Linked DNA regions of Macaca mulatta: region 1 is linked to region 2. The links are chromatin contacts, called in public Hi-C maps. All regions are on one chromosome and are shown on one strand. Each heading gives the region's core, a stretch centred on a gene start, on an enhancer-like site or on the middle of the called end of the contact. The rest is flanking DNA. Distances are from core to core; before and after follow the strand shown.

Region 1 (6,361 bases), core at 2,156-4,655, 180 kb before region 2:
CCATCCTGGCTAACATGGTGAAACCCTGTCTCTACTAAAAATATAAAAAATTAGCCGGGCATGGTGGCAGGCGCCTGTAGTCTCAGCTACTTGGGAGGCTGAGGCAGGAGAATGGTGTGAACCTGGGAGGCAGAGCTTGCAGTGAGTGGAGATTGTGCCACCGCATTCCAGCCTGGGCGACGGAGCGAGACTCCGTCTCAAAAAAAAAAAAAAAAAAAAATTACTACAATGAGATCCTGTTCTAAAGAGGGCATCATTCAACCAGAAAAACGGAATTAGGACAACCATATGCTCTTTGAGTATGTTCAGATCATCATATCCAGTGAGCTGTCACTAGGTACATATCACCTTCTTCAGAGGAGAGACTACTACCAGTGATCAAAATTCTATTTGAAGAAGGAAAACTTGGTTTTGAGGACTATTAGGTCACGAAAGTTTACATACACATTTCAGTACCCGCACATGCACTAGCATCATAATAATTCAAAAACTCAGCATCCCTTGGTTTTCAAATAACACTATTTGAAATAGTGGAAACATTTTACTGGAAACATTCAGAACTTCAATAATAATAGTACAAGTTGCTATTTACCTGTTCATTATATGGTCAAGCGAACAAATACCACAATGCAAGAAATGATGTGTTGTATAATTTCTCACCTTGGAACAGTGAGAGTTGACGGAGACATAATTCAGTTTAATGTATCGGATGACCAAGGTGGAAAAAAAGAACACTTAGACTGAAAGAGTCAAGAAATAAATAAGCCCCAATAGAGGGATTCATCCCACTGTTAAAGGTGCAAGCTTTCTGCCAAAATCACACTTGGTTTGGGCAACTGTAACTATTGTCAGATAAACGTAAACAAATAGTGAAGAAGGCTACGGGACATACAGCCTCTTCACAAAAGGCTGGCTAACCGCTAGTCTTTCCAAGTTACATATTAGTAATTTTAATTTAAAACAACAACAACAACAACACTTTTCTAGCTAAGAGAAGTCACATCGAAAATGGGTGATTTTTTTTGGCGATACTTAGTTTACCCCGCCCCTTACCCTCAAAGGCAGACCTCAATCTTCCCCGTAAGTTGCCAGGCAAGCAGGAACAGAAGCTATAGAAAATGTACTTCGATCTTTGAAAGGCCAGTGTGGATGTTTAAGGAGAAGGAAAACGACTGCACTGAGTTTACAAAAGCTATTTACATGTTTTCCAAATGCCTGTGATTAAAGTCAACCAAATGGCATGGCATCAGCCAGCCCCTACCTTCACCTACCCACTGAGAACCCAGACAATGAAGGCGGCAGACCCCTCAAGCACAGAGGCCCCACACACGGAACCAAAAAAAAAAAAGTGTCATGCACAGAAATTACACAGCCTGCTTTTTGATAATGGTAAAAAGTAAGTGATGGCAGTCTTGTGCTTTAAAATAACCTAGTAGCACTTACTAGTTCAATCCATCCCCAAATCCACGCCACCCTTTCAACTTTGCAATTAAGAGAGAGAAGGAGAAATCCCGGTCAACTCGCCTTGGGGGGTTGGTCTGAGGGTAGAGGGCTCAAGTAGGGAAGAGGATGGAGAGAGAAAGAGCAAGCCAATGAAAGAGACCAAAATTTCCCACCTTTCTTAAATTCTTCCAGCATAGCGTCCAACTTGGTGTCATTGAAAACAAAGTGCAAGGGGTGGTTATAAAATTTGGTGATGGTTTTCAGGGGAGTACAGTCATCTGGATCCACGAAGGCCAAGTCTTTGACGAACAGCAGGTCCACGATATTGGAGCGCTCCCCTTCAAACACTGGAATGCGGGTGTAGCCGCTCTCCATGATCTCAGACATGGTGTTGAAATCCAGGATGGCTTCGCCAGTGATCATGAAGCAGTCCCGGAGTGGGGTCATCACGTCCTCCACCGTCTTGGTGCGGAGCTCCAGCGCCCCTTGGATGATGTTCAGTTCCTCCTTAACGAGGTCGTTGTAGGGGTCGGTGACCCGGAGCATCTCCAGCAGTTTTTCCCGGTTATAGACGGTGCCTATCTCCTGGCCTAGGACGCAGTCCAGCAGCTTGCTGACCGGGTAGGAAGCGGGGAAGGTCATCATCATGAAAAACTTGGTGAGGAAGATGGTGTTGGCCCCCACAGCCAGGCCGTGGCGGGAGCAGATGGCCTGGGGCACTATCTCCCCGAAGATGACGATGCCGATGGTGGAGACCACCACGGCCACGAGGCCCGAGCCGGCGATGTCGTCGAGCAGGATGGTGAGCGTGGTGTTGACCAGCACGTTGCCCAGCAGCAGTGAGCACAGCAGGTAGTTGCCTTGCCTGCGCACCGGCTCGATGCGCTTGGCGTAATTCTTCTCCTTCTCCGTGCCGCAGTTCTGCACGATGCGCAGCTCCATCGGGTCCAGGGCCATGAGCCCCAGGTTGAGGCCACTGAACATGCCCGACAGGCACAGCAGCAGCGAAATGAAGATCACCTGCAGCCAGAAGGGCAGCAGGAATTTCTTCTCTTCGCCTACGATCATCTTGGTGTCCTCGCCGTCGTGGTAAATCCAGGTGGTCTCGGCCCACGGGGGTGGCGGGAGCCCGGCCACCCCCGAGCCGCCCTTGCCCCCGACGGTGCCACCCGCGGATCCCGAGCCGCCGGCACCCAGGGCGGGCGTGGAGAGCGACGTGCACAGGTAATAGGACTTGCTCTTCTCCATCTTGCGTAGCGGTTTGATCTCGATCTCGATGATGCCCGAGGTGCGGCGGTTGAGAATGATGTGGGGCAAGATGATGATGTCTGAGGTGCGGATGCCGCAGCGCTGGGGGCCGCTGTCCGGCTCCGGCGGCGCGGGGCCCCCCAGCCCGCGCTCCCCCGGGCTGTGGCGCCGCCGCTCGTGTTCGGTGAAGGCGATGCGGGACCACGTCTCGTTGTTGATGTTCTGCCCGTACACCCGCAGCTTGACCCGGGTCCGTTCGCTCACCCGCAGCGCCCCCCCTTCCATGAACGACACGTCGTTCGTGTCCTCCAGCCGCAGCCCGATGATCACCGTCTCCTCGTTCTCGCCCACCGCTGCGCAGCCGCCCGCGCCGCAGCAGCAGCTCAGCAGGAGCAGCGGCAGCAGCCGCCCCGCAGCCGCCTGCAGGACCCCCCGGCCGCGGGCGCTGAGGCTGCGGCGCGCCGCCATCTTCCAAGTGGGCAGTGCGGCGGCTGCCTGCCCGCCCGCCATCTTTACTTTGGGTTCACAAGCGCCACAGCCAATCATAGGGTGGCTGCTCCAGCTGCGGCTTCATCCTTTCCACCCGGCGGCGCGAGCGCAGGTACCTGCCCCTGGGCGAGACTGCAACTGAGCGTCCGCGGCCAGTGCTCAGCAGTTCGCCTCCCTGACTGACACTGACTCGACCTCGGCCAGCTGAGGAACCCCGAGGCTCGCGGGAGGGGACAGAGGGAGGGAGAGGAGCGCCGGCTGCTCCCGCGAGAGGCAGGCCCACTGGCCAATCACAAGCGGGCGCCCGCCCTCCCAGCCAGGGGGCTGGAATGGGGGCGTGACCGTGTGCCGTTCCGCGAACCAATGGCAAGGTAAATGGGTGGGGCGATGAGAGCCACCGTCCCCCTCTGCACGCCAAGTTTCCAACTGAAAGGCGCGTGACTCTTGTGTATGTGCGAGGGGAGGGGGCGTGGCCAGCTGGGACTCGAGAGCCAGTCAAAGATGAGAGTTGTAGGAAAGGGGCGTGGCCTCCGTCCTGCTGCCAATGGGAAGGAGCCGTCCCCGGGGCCCGCGCTCCCCGGGGGACCCTGTAGTAGATCCGGGAGCCTGGACCGGCCGGGCTTGGACTAAAGCCCTGCGGCGCAAGGCGGCAGGTTCCCGATGCACTGGCTTGCTGGCTCTGCAGTTGTCAGTTCGTGGGCAGAAAGCCGCAGCGCCCTCCTGCCCCGGGGGCCCGAGAAGCCAACTAGAGGCGGCTTGGGATGCACACAGCCTAAAAAGCCGGGGCACCGGCCGCTGTCCCCAACTCTACGTGCGCGGCGCTCCGCTGGGGTAAGCGGCGTCGGTGGCCCCGGCACAGCTGCCGACCAGCAGTCCTCGCGCCTCAAGACTCCTAGGGTACGCGCTCTCTGCGGCTCGCGATCACATGGCGCCACCTGCGGGCCGCAGGGGCGCCCTGCAACGCTTTCCAGGTCCGCGGCATACCCCGAAAGGTGTACAGAAAGTTACGGATGGCGCGGTCAGAGGGACAGTTCCCCAAATTTGCTAGTCATAGAACCCCTACATATTATTACTAAAAGTATATACTTCCTAGACCCTTTTCCATATTTACAGAGTGGGAAGGGCCCCGAATCTGTATTCCCAACAGGAACCCAGGCAAGTTAAGGAAATGGGAGGGCGGCAAGCATCCTATCCTAAGCAGACCCGCAGAGGCTCATTCTTAATCACACTGGCCAAACTCTGCTAGGGTCATAGGTCACTCAAGAGCAAAAAGTTCTGGAAACCTAGCTCCCCAGTACTCCCAGCGTCACCTGGAGGTGACGAGGTAGCAAAGTAGCTGTCAAATTGATCTTTTCCTTGAAACTTAAAACATTAAAAATGTTTAATGTTTCTCTACCTCTTTTGTATTCTACAAGCACATTCCGGCCCCCCCCCCCCGCCGCTTTTATAAATGCGTCAAACGTCTCTGATTAATTTCTGGTATGAGTAATTTCTGGAATGATTGCAGTGGCCTCCTAACTGATCTTCCCTCTTCGACACCTGCTCCTTTCCCTTCTTAACCCAGCAGCAAGTGATCTTGTCCATGAGATTCTGTATCTCTCTTGGCTGAAACGCCTCCACTGGCTTCCCATCTCATCCTAGTAGGCTCAAAGGTCTGCTACCTCTCGTTACTTCTCGGACCTCATCACCTGCTGTTCTCCTAGTGGAAGGAGACAGATAATAAGCCAAATTAATTTCTCTCCAAGCTGTTTCTCCATCACTCCAGGGATTTTCCCCTGCGAGACTTTGCACTTGCTGTTTGTTTCCTGGGCTTAAGATGTCAGCATACCCTTTTTCACCTCCTTTAGTGCTTTGCTCAAAAGCCATCTGATTTTAAACTTGTGGAAAACACTCCCTCTATGCCGCATCTACTTTATTTTTCTTCAAAGCAAAGATCGCTTTCTAATACACTATGTAAATTATTGATTTGGTTTGTTATCTGTCTCCTTCCACTAGAACTTAAGCTCCCTGAGGGCAGAAAGTGTGTCTGTTTGTTCACTGCTGTATCACAAGGGCCTAGAATAGTAGATATATAGATATAGATATGTCATATACATATGTATTATATTTATATATATATATTTTTTTTTTTTTTTGAGAGACAGTCTCACTCTGTCACCCAGGCTGGAGTGCAGTGGCACGATCTCAGTTAACTGCAACCTCCGCCTCCTAGGTTCAAGGGATTCTCTCCTGCCTCAGCTTCCCTAGTAGCTAGGACTACAGGCATGCACCACTATGCCCAGCTAATTTTTGTATTTTCGGTAGAGATGGGGTTTCACTCTATATTGGCTAGGCTGGTCTCAAACTCCTGGCCTCAGGTGATCCACCCACTTGGGCCTCCCAAAGTGCTGGGATTACAGGCGTGAGCCACCATGCCTGGCCCTAGATATTCTTTATTCTTTTCAAAAAAACAAAAAACAAGGTCTCACTCTGTCATCCAGGCTGGAGTACAGTGGCACAGTCATGGCTCACTGCAGTCTCCACTTCCTGGGCTCAGCCTCCCAAGTAGCTAGGACTACCAGCACACGCCACCACATCTGCCTAATTTTCTTTTAATTTTTAGTAGAGACAGGGTTTTGCCATGTTTCCAGGCTGGTCTCAAACTTCTTGCCTCAAGAGATCCTCCTTCCTTGGCCTCCCAAAGTGCTGGGATTACATGTATGAGCCACCATGCCCAGCCAATGATAGATATTCAAAACAATATATGTAGAAGGTTAAATAAGTGAAAGTATTTATTCTGATTATTTTAAACAATGCCCTGAATCTAGTTTCCAGCCCTTCCATTTATGATGCTGCTTCCCCTACCCCAAGTCTCATACTGCTATATTTGAAAAGTAAGTTCAGATGAAGAAAACCACCTACAGGCTTGGCATGCATTTATATGAATGGCATTATGGAAGTTTCGAAGGAAAAAAAAATTATTTAAGAATATTTGGCAAAGGTTAAGGACAGACATGATCCTTCTAACTTAGTGGATTGAAAATGAAACCATTTTAACTTCATAAAAAGTGGAAATATTACAAATGTTTTTAAGGGAGCTAAGAGAGAAGACAGGCTCTCAAATGCTGAAAGTACACGTGTGGAATAGGAGTGAAGTGTGGGGAGGAGGAGCTTGCCAACCCTACAGACATCTCCTGTGCAT
Region 2 (7,225 bases), core at 2,390-4,889:
CTCATTATTTTTTATTTTTTGAGATGGCGTGTTACTCTGTCACCAGGCTAGAGTGCAGCAGCATGACCTTGGCTCACCACAACCTCCACCTCCCAGATTCAAGAGATTCTTCTGCCTCAGCCTCCCGAGTAGCTGGGACTACAGGCGCACACCACCATGCCTGGCTAATTTTTATATTTTTAGTAGAGACGGGGTTTCACCATGTTGGCCGGGATGGTCTTGATCTCTTGACCTTGTGATCTGCCTGCCTCGGCCTCCCAAAGTGCTGGGATTACAGGGGTGAGCCACTACGCCCGTCCTTTTTCATTCTTTATAGATTTAAGCATTCACGTCTGTGAGCTGTAATGTCATAACCTATAGGAGAATTAAGTCTAAGTTCCTAACCACAGAATGAACTAGATGATGAACTTTCCAGGGCCTGCCTGCATAACAAGAAATGGCTGTTTCAATGCAGAACTGGTAACAGGGAAAGCAAGTTGCCCAATATCATTTATTTCTGATAGTAAATGTGTATGTAAAAAAAAAAAAAAAAAGATTTTAAGTAGATCAATTTTGTGGGAGAAATGCAATAAGGTGCAGATATCATTATTCGACACAGAATGAGTACAAGTAAGTCCTCCTGAATTCAAAGTTAGCTGGACTTCACTGTTGAATTAAGGACAGTGGGTACTTGAAGTAGCCCTGTGCCAAAACGGCCTTGGGATTTTTTTTCCTTACTGATTTGTACAAGCAACCCTTTCCCCCCAGACAAAAAAAAAAACCCAAAAAATACATTGACTAAATTGTGGTGGATTCAGAGTTAATAATTATATAGCAACTTGCATTCCAAAGGTTAAAATTCAAAACAGAAATCTCACTATAGATATCTGGTAGTCCCGGACAGAAAGAGACAGGGTATAAGGTGAGGGATGGGAGTGTATGGGGAGTGTCAGGAGTGAGGGTATGTGGGCACTGGTTAGGAAGAGGGCCACCGCTCATTACAAAAACTTTCCCTCCTCTGCAGGAATTGTAACCACGTAACAGCTGTTGGTCAGTGCTAGCATTCATCCAAATGCAACAAAGTACAAAAGACACCTGTCCCCAAAATTAAGTATTAGAAGTGCCAGAGATACAAGAAAGCAGCCTGTGGTTTGCAAACTGCAATTAGGATACAATATTAACAATCCCCTTCCACATCTTCACAACACCTCCCAGGCTCCATGACCTAGTAGGAACCTCCACTTTCCATCATTCCCCTTGCTGAAAAAGTGGATCTAGTTCCTATCTTTGACCAGCCCATCTTCAAAAGCTCTGACATTCCTAAACCAACCCTCTACCGATGTCATTTATTGGTTATTGGGGACAGCCTTTTCAAGATACTTATAGAAACAGACACGCGCAAAGGAAAAGTAAATTCTGTGTTTACTATATTCTATATTTTGTTGTCTCAGGACTATAACTTTTCTAGTAAACAAAGAAAATGTATTTCTCCTTCCAGTTTATGATTTTCACTGGAAAAACAACCCCAACAAAGGCTAAAACAGAAGGGTCCCAACCCTAGAAAAGGGAATACGCTGGGCTAGAAAATGAGCTCCATTCCTTTCATATGGTATTTCTAGTATACACAAACATATCCTAAAGAAAAATTAGATGCTTCAATGCATAAATAAATTGTGGTATACAGACAACGGAAAGTTACTTGGTCATAAACAGGAATGAAGTACTAGTACATGCTACGATGTGAATAGGCCTTGAAAACATAACGCTAAGTGAAAGAAGCCAGGCACAAAGACCACATATTGTAGGATCTCATTTATATAAAATATCCAGAATAGATAAATCCATAGAGACTGAAAGCAGACTGGTGGTTGCCAGGGGCTGGGGGAAGAGGGAGACACAGAGTAACTGCTTAGTAGGGACGAGGTTTTCTGCTGGGGTGATGAAAATGTTTTGGAACTAGATAGAGGTGGTAGTTGCACAACATTGTAAGTGTACTAAATACCACTGAATTGTTCACTTTAAAATGTTTTTTGTCATGTGAATTTCAACTTTTTTTTTTTTTTTTTTTGAGACGGAGTCTCACTCTGTCACCCAGGCTGGAGTGCAGTGGCCGGATCTCAGCTCACTGCAAGCTCCGCCTCCCGGGTTCACGCCATTCTCCTGCCTCAGCCTCCCGAGTAGCTGGGACTACAGGCGCCTGCCACCTCGCCCGGCTAGTTTTTTGTATTTTTTAGTAGAGACGGGGTTTCACTGTGTTACCCAGGATGGTCTCGATCTCCTGACCTCGTGATCCGCCCGTCTCGGCCTCCCAAAGTGCTGGGATTACAGGCTTGAGCCACCGCGCCCGGCCTCAACTTATTTTTTAATCAGTATTTTAAAACAGAGGATAATGGGCAAAACAAGATGTATTTGTGAAAAGGCAGTCCTAAAACTCCTAGGGAAAAGATAAGTATTTTTGCTGGCACTCAGTTTCTGCTCTTGTTCACAACAGAAGTTCAAGCGCTAAGTTGTATAGACTTTGCCATTATGCTATGTGTCTATGTCTGTATGCCTTTCTGAAAAAAACGGGGAAAAGAACAGAAAGTGAAGAAAAAAGAATAATAAAGCTTTGCCAAATGCAAAGAAGGAGGGGTGATTGCCCCCACTGCACCCCACCCAACTTGGCACCAGCAGTAACGCTCTGGTTAGGGTTTCGAAATGCCAGCTGGAGCTGGAATCAGCACATGCAAGCTTCTCTGCCTGGGTAAGGAGCAAGCCACCCAGCAAGAAAAGCTGGGGTGCTCCATTTGCTGCCCATATTGGCATCAGAACCACCCTGTGGTCAAAAGCCCTGAGCTGGCTCAGATCAGAATCCGTGCCTTGCTCTCCCAGGCCAGCCAGCCTAACCGCAAGAGCTTGTTACAGCTCAAAGAGTGCTCCTCCTCCTGAGGGGTTCCACTCTGTTTCATCCCACCTGCCTTCTGAGAGTCCTGCCTCCAACCAAGGGCGCCATGGCTTACAGATTTAAAAATGGGGCCAAGTCTCTCCCAGGAACATAATAATTTTTTTTTTTTTTTTAAAGAGACTAAGATGCCCTCGGAACTTTCCCCAGTCCATCCTGAAAGAAATATCCTCTCAGGATCCTCTCCTTCATAGGCCAACTCAATAGCCTGTGTACCCCTACACAGACAGACGTACATACTGCATTGCTGCCTGGGACACCTGCTCCACAGAGGGGACACGAATAAGGCCCACATCCCCAGCTTGGCACCGCTATCCAGCCACAGTCACCCCAGCCCGCCTAACCAACCTGCCGTCTCAAACGCCCCTCACTCGCTTGGCATCATGCCTCTGCCACCTCCTTGACACCAAAACTGTCACAGGTGTCCCTCAGCTAAACACCGACGCCCCTTTAGATCCTGTCCACGCCAGGCATAGACGCCCCTCTCGGGACCCCTCAACTCTTGGCAACAACACTCCTTCAGACCCCTCCAGCCAGGCCTCGACGACCTCCAGGACCCAGCATGGCCCAGACGCCCCCTCCCCCTTACCTGCGGGGGTTCAGCCCTGGCTGACAGGGGGCTGGGCAGCGCCTGGAGGAGCAGGAGCGCCATGCCACCCAGGAGCCTTCTCCTCTCCATCCCCCTCCTGCTCCTGCTCCTCCGCCACGGCGCCGCCACCTCCCTCCTCCTCCTCCTCCCTCTCCTCCTCTACCCTCTTCTTCCTTCTTCCCTTCTTTTCCTGTTTGACTCTCCCCTCCCGCTTCCGGCTCGGCTCCACTCCGCCCCGCACAAAACACCCTCCCAGACACGCGGGAGACTCTCCATTTCCAGCTCCTCGTTGGCCTTTGCCCTTTGCCCATTGATCAATGTAGCTGTCGATCAAACATAAGTCCCGCCTTCTCCTGAAGACGAAGCGATCCAGCCAATAAAAAGTAGGAGGAAGCTGGGCCATCTTGAAAGCTGCGAGGAGGTGTAAAATGCGTCCCAACCCGCAGAGAGTGGCGGAAGTAGCTACATAAATGGGCGAGGCCACACAGGTGGATGGAAAAGGCTATTACTGATGTAGCCATCTTGAGTGTGGCGGAAGTACTAGTTTTCCAGTTTTCCACAGCAAAAAAAAAGAAAAAGAGGTATAGTGGTTCTTAACGGTGCTGGAAAATAAATTATTCCTGAAAGGTAACCAGGCGCTCCTGAAAAGGAAAACAATTGCAACGTAAAAATCTTTTAATGTCTTTTGTCTTGCAGCACAGCACTAAAACCAGGATGCCTCTCTTGGTCTCAACTGCCCAAATAGCAACTTAGGTCCGTTTAAATTCCCTAGAAGACAGTACCTTTATCTGAGGCATAGTGCTTCGTCACCCCAAGTTCGACGGACGAAATTCTGGTTCTGCCTCACAAATTGCTCTGAAATCCACCATCCATTGCTTCAATCCATGTTCTTCTAGCTAAATACAAATGGCTTCCCTGCTGCCCTGCAAGTTGCCAATTCTTCCCTCTCAAATTTCTGCCACATACCACAACCGTACCACATTAAACCAAATATTATTATATCATGGCCTCCTCTTTTAAATACTTCATCTACCTACAGAATAGAGGGTCCAAACTTCCCAACACGGTCCTCTCTGTGACTTCGTCCCTGTCTACTCTTTATGTCACCTCTCACCACTACATTTTCCCACACATTCCACTCACACTGACCACTGAAGAGATGCCCAATAACTTCATTTACATATTGCAGATACAGTTCCTTGCTTACAAACTCCTAGCCCCCACTCCTTGCTGCTGCTTCTGGATTCTCGTAACACATCTGCCTGCCCAGTATGCAGCTTTTTGTATAGCATATCAGGTCTTTCTTCTTCTTTTAAAGCCTGTAATATTCTGTACAAGGCTCAACCAGGAGCTTGATCAATGTTAGTAAAATAGCCAGGCGTGGTGGCTCATGCTTATAATCCTAGCCCTTTGGGAGGCTGAGGCAGATGAATCCCTTGAGCTCAGGAGTTTGAAACCAGCCTGGACAACATGGCGAGACCCTGTCTCTACAAAAATAAAAAAATTAAATTAGCCGAATTAGCCAAGCATGGTGGTACGCACTTGAAGTCCCAGCTACTTGGGAGGCTGAGGTGGGACAATCACCAGAGCTAGGGAGGTTGAGCCTGCAGTGAGCCTTGATTGTCCCACTGTACTCCAGCCTGGGCAACAGAGTGAGACTCTGTCTCCAAAAAAAAAAAAAAAAAAGGCCAGGTGTGGTGGCTCATGCCTGTAATCCCAGCACTTTGGGAGGCTGAGGTGGGCGGATCCTGAGGTCAGGAGCTCGAGCCTGGCCAACATGGTGAAACCCCATCTCTACTAAAAACACAAAAAATTAGCCAGGCGTGGTGGTGCACGCCTGTAGTCTCAGCTACTCAGGAGGCAGAGGCAGAATAATTGCTTGAACCCGGGAGGCAAAGGTTGCAGTGAGTCGAGATTGTGCCACTGCACTCCAGCCTGGGTGACAGAGTGAGACTCTGTCTCAAAAAAAAGCAAAAAAAAAAAAGTTGGTAAAATAAATGGACAAAGGAAGACCCATGGCAAATAACACAGTTGACTGTAGCAGTCAATTTCCTCTCAAAAACCTGTCAAAATGTTTTACAGCCTGGCCCAGTCTAGCCCCCATCTGAACCCAGAGGGAGTTGTTCTTGGCTTAAGTGTTGGAAAAATGGGAAACAGGTAAGAGTTAAGTCAGTTTTGCCTCAGCTTAAGAAAGTCCATAGTTCTGGGTCTATCTTGATCCTGCTTTGCCAAGTACTGCAAAAAGTGACAAGTATTTTTGCCAATCTCTCATTTCTTAGAAACTTATCCATCCCACAAGTCAAGCTTCTTAGAGAAGAAGTAAAAATTGAGTACTAGGCAAGGACCAAATTATTTTCATGGCACAAGGTTTCTCAATCCCGGCCTCAAAAAGTTGTAAGTCTTCCATATAAAGGCTAGGTTTCATCATCACTAAGAAACCCCAGGTAGGGTGCAGTGGCTCACGCCTGTAATCCCAATACTTTGGGAGGCCAAGGTGTGAGGATTGCTTGAGGTCAGGGGTTCAAGACCAACCTGGGAAACATAGTGAGGCCCTCTGTCTACAAAAAACTTAAAAATTAGCTGGGCATGGTAGTCAGGAAACCTTTAGGATTCTGGTTCTAGCCAGGATTGAGGAAAAGATCTTAAATCAAAAGGAAGCTTCTATACCTCTTCTTCATTTCCTCCTTCTCTCCTGAGCAATGGAACCTTTTACCCATGCAATTCAAGCCGAACTCAGGAAAAAGAAGCTACTCAGGAGGTTGAGGCAGCAGTGAGTCATGATCATGCCACTGCACTCCAGCCTAGGCAAGAGAGTGATACCCTTTTTCTCTCAATAAATAAGAAATCCCAATTCAATTTGGCAAACACCAAGGATTTTGCCGCAACTTCCTTTTCTGCTTTTACCTGAAAGCTCAAGCTGAGCTATTGGATAGGACAGTCTGGATTAGCACTTCCCACACCAAGGCCTTTTAGTAACCTTAACTGCCTCTTGTTCAACATCCCACAGCAGCCAACTCAAAGAAGAGAGATGTTACAAAATGAGACTGAGATGCAATTTGAGTGACCACTTTTTAGAATGTCCCTGAACATTATAGCCACCACATACCTTCTAGACATTTCCAAAAGAGCAGTTGTCTGTAAAAGAACAGGAAATCCAAGAGGCTTGAGGAGCTGAGAAGGAATGGGAAACATTGTAGGTTCTGAAAGAACATCAGTCAGGAGTTGTTTCCAAGCTCGACTGGCTCTGATAATGTTTCTCTTTTCCTATTTGCTTTTGGAAATAAAGTCAGGTCTCCTGTCCTAAGGAAGCTAGCTCAAAGACAGACTTTTCTGTTCAGATACCAGCTAAAATCAAATTGCATACGCTACAACATGGATGAACCTTGAAAACATTATCCTAAGAAGCCAGACACAGAGGGCCACATATTGCATTACTCCACTTATATGAAATGTTCAGAATATGCAAATCTCTAAAGACAGGAAGTGAATTGTGAGGTGCTGGCAGGTAGGGAGAATGTGGAGTGACTGCTAATGGGTGTGGGGTTTCTTTTGGGGCTAAGAAAAATGTTCTGAGGCCAGATGCAGTGGTTCATGTGTATAATTCCAACACTTTGGAAGGCTGAGGTGGGAGGATCGCTTGAGGCCATGAGTTCAAGACCAGCCTGGCAACACAGTGAGATCCCATCAAAAAAATCAAATTAGCCTGTAGTCCCAGC

What was found. A called contact is a pair of places that touch in the nucleus more often than the background predicts.
Region 1: a Hi-C map of fetal cortex germinal zone shows a contact between it and region 2, with 2.9 times the contacts expected there. The contact joins the promoter of CNNM2 here to the promoter of WBP1L in region 2. A contact is called at or near these places in 2 of 14 Hi-C or Micro-C datasets (CD4 T cells and fetal cortex germinal zone).

What each region holds. Positions count from the first base shown.
Region 1 is chr9:115,053,717-115,060,077 of T2T-MMU8v2.0, reverse strand. It overlaps CNNM2 (cyclin and CBS domain divalent metal cation transport mediator 2), which reads right to left and starts at 3,405. Exons shown (of 9, transcript XR_013398353.1): 1 at 1,617-3,405. LOC144331323 (a long non-coding RNA gene) reads left to right here and starts at 3,383. Exons shown (of 3, transcript XR_013398375.1): 1 at 3,383-3,551.
Region 2 is chr9:114,870,127-114,877,351 of T2T-MMU8v2.0, reverse strand. WBP1L (WW domain binding protein 1 like) reads right to left here and starts at 3,639. Exons shown (of 4, transcript NM_001194587.3): 1 at 3,510-3,639. The coding sequence starts at 3,599. It also overlaps a transcript of SFXN2 not described here.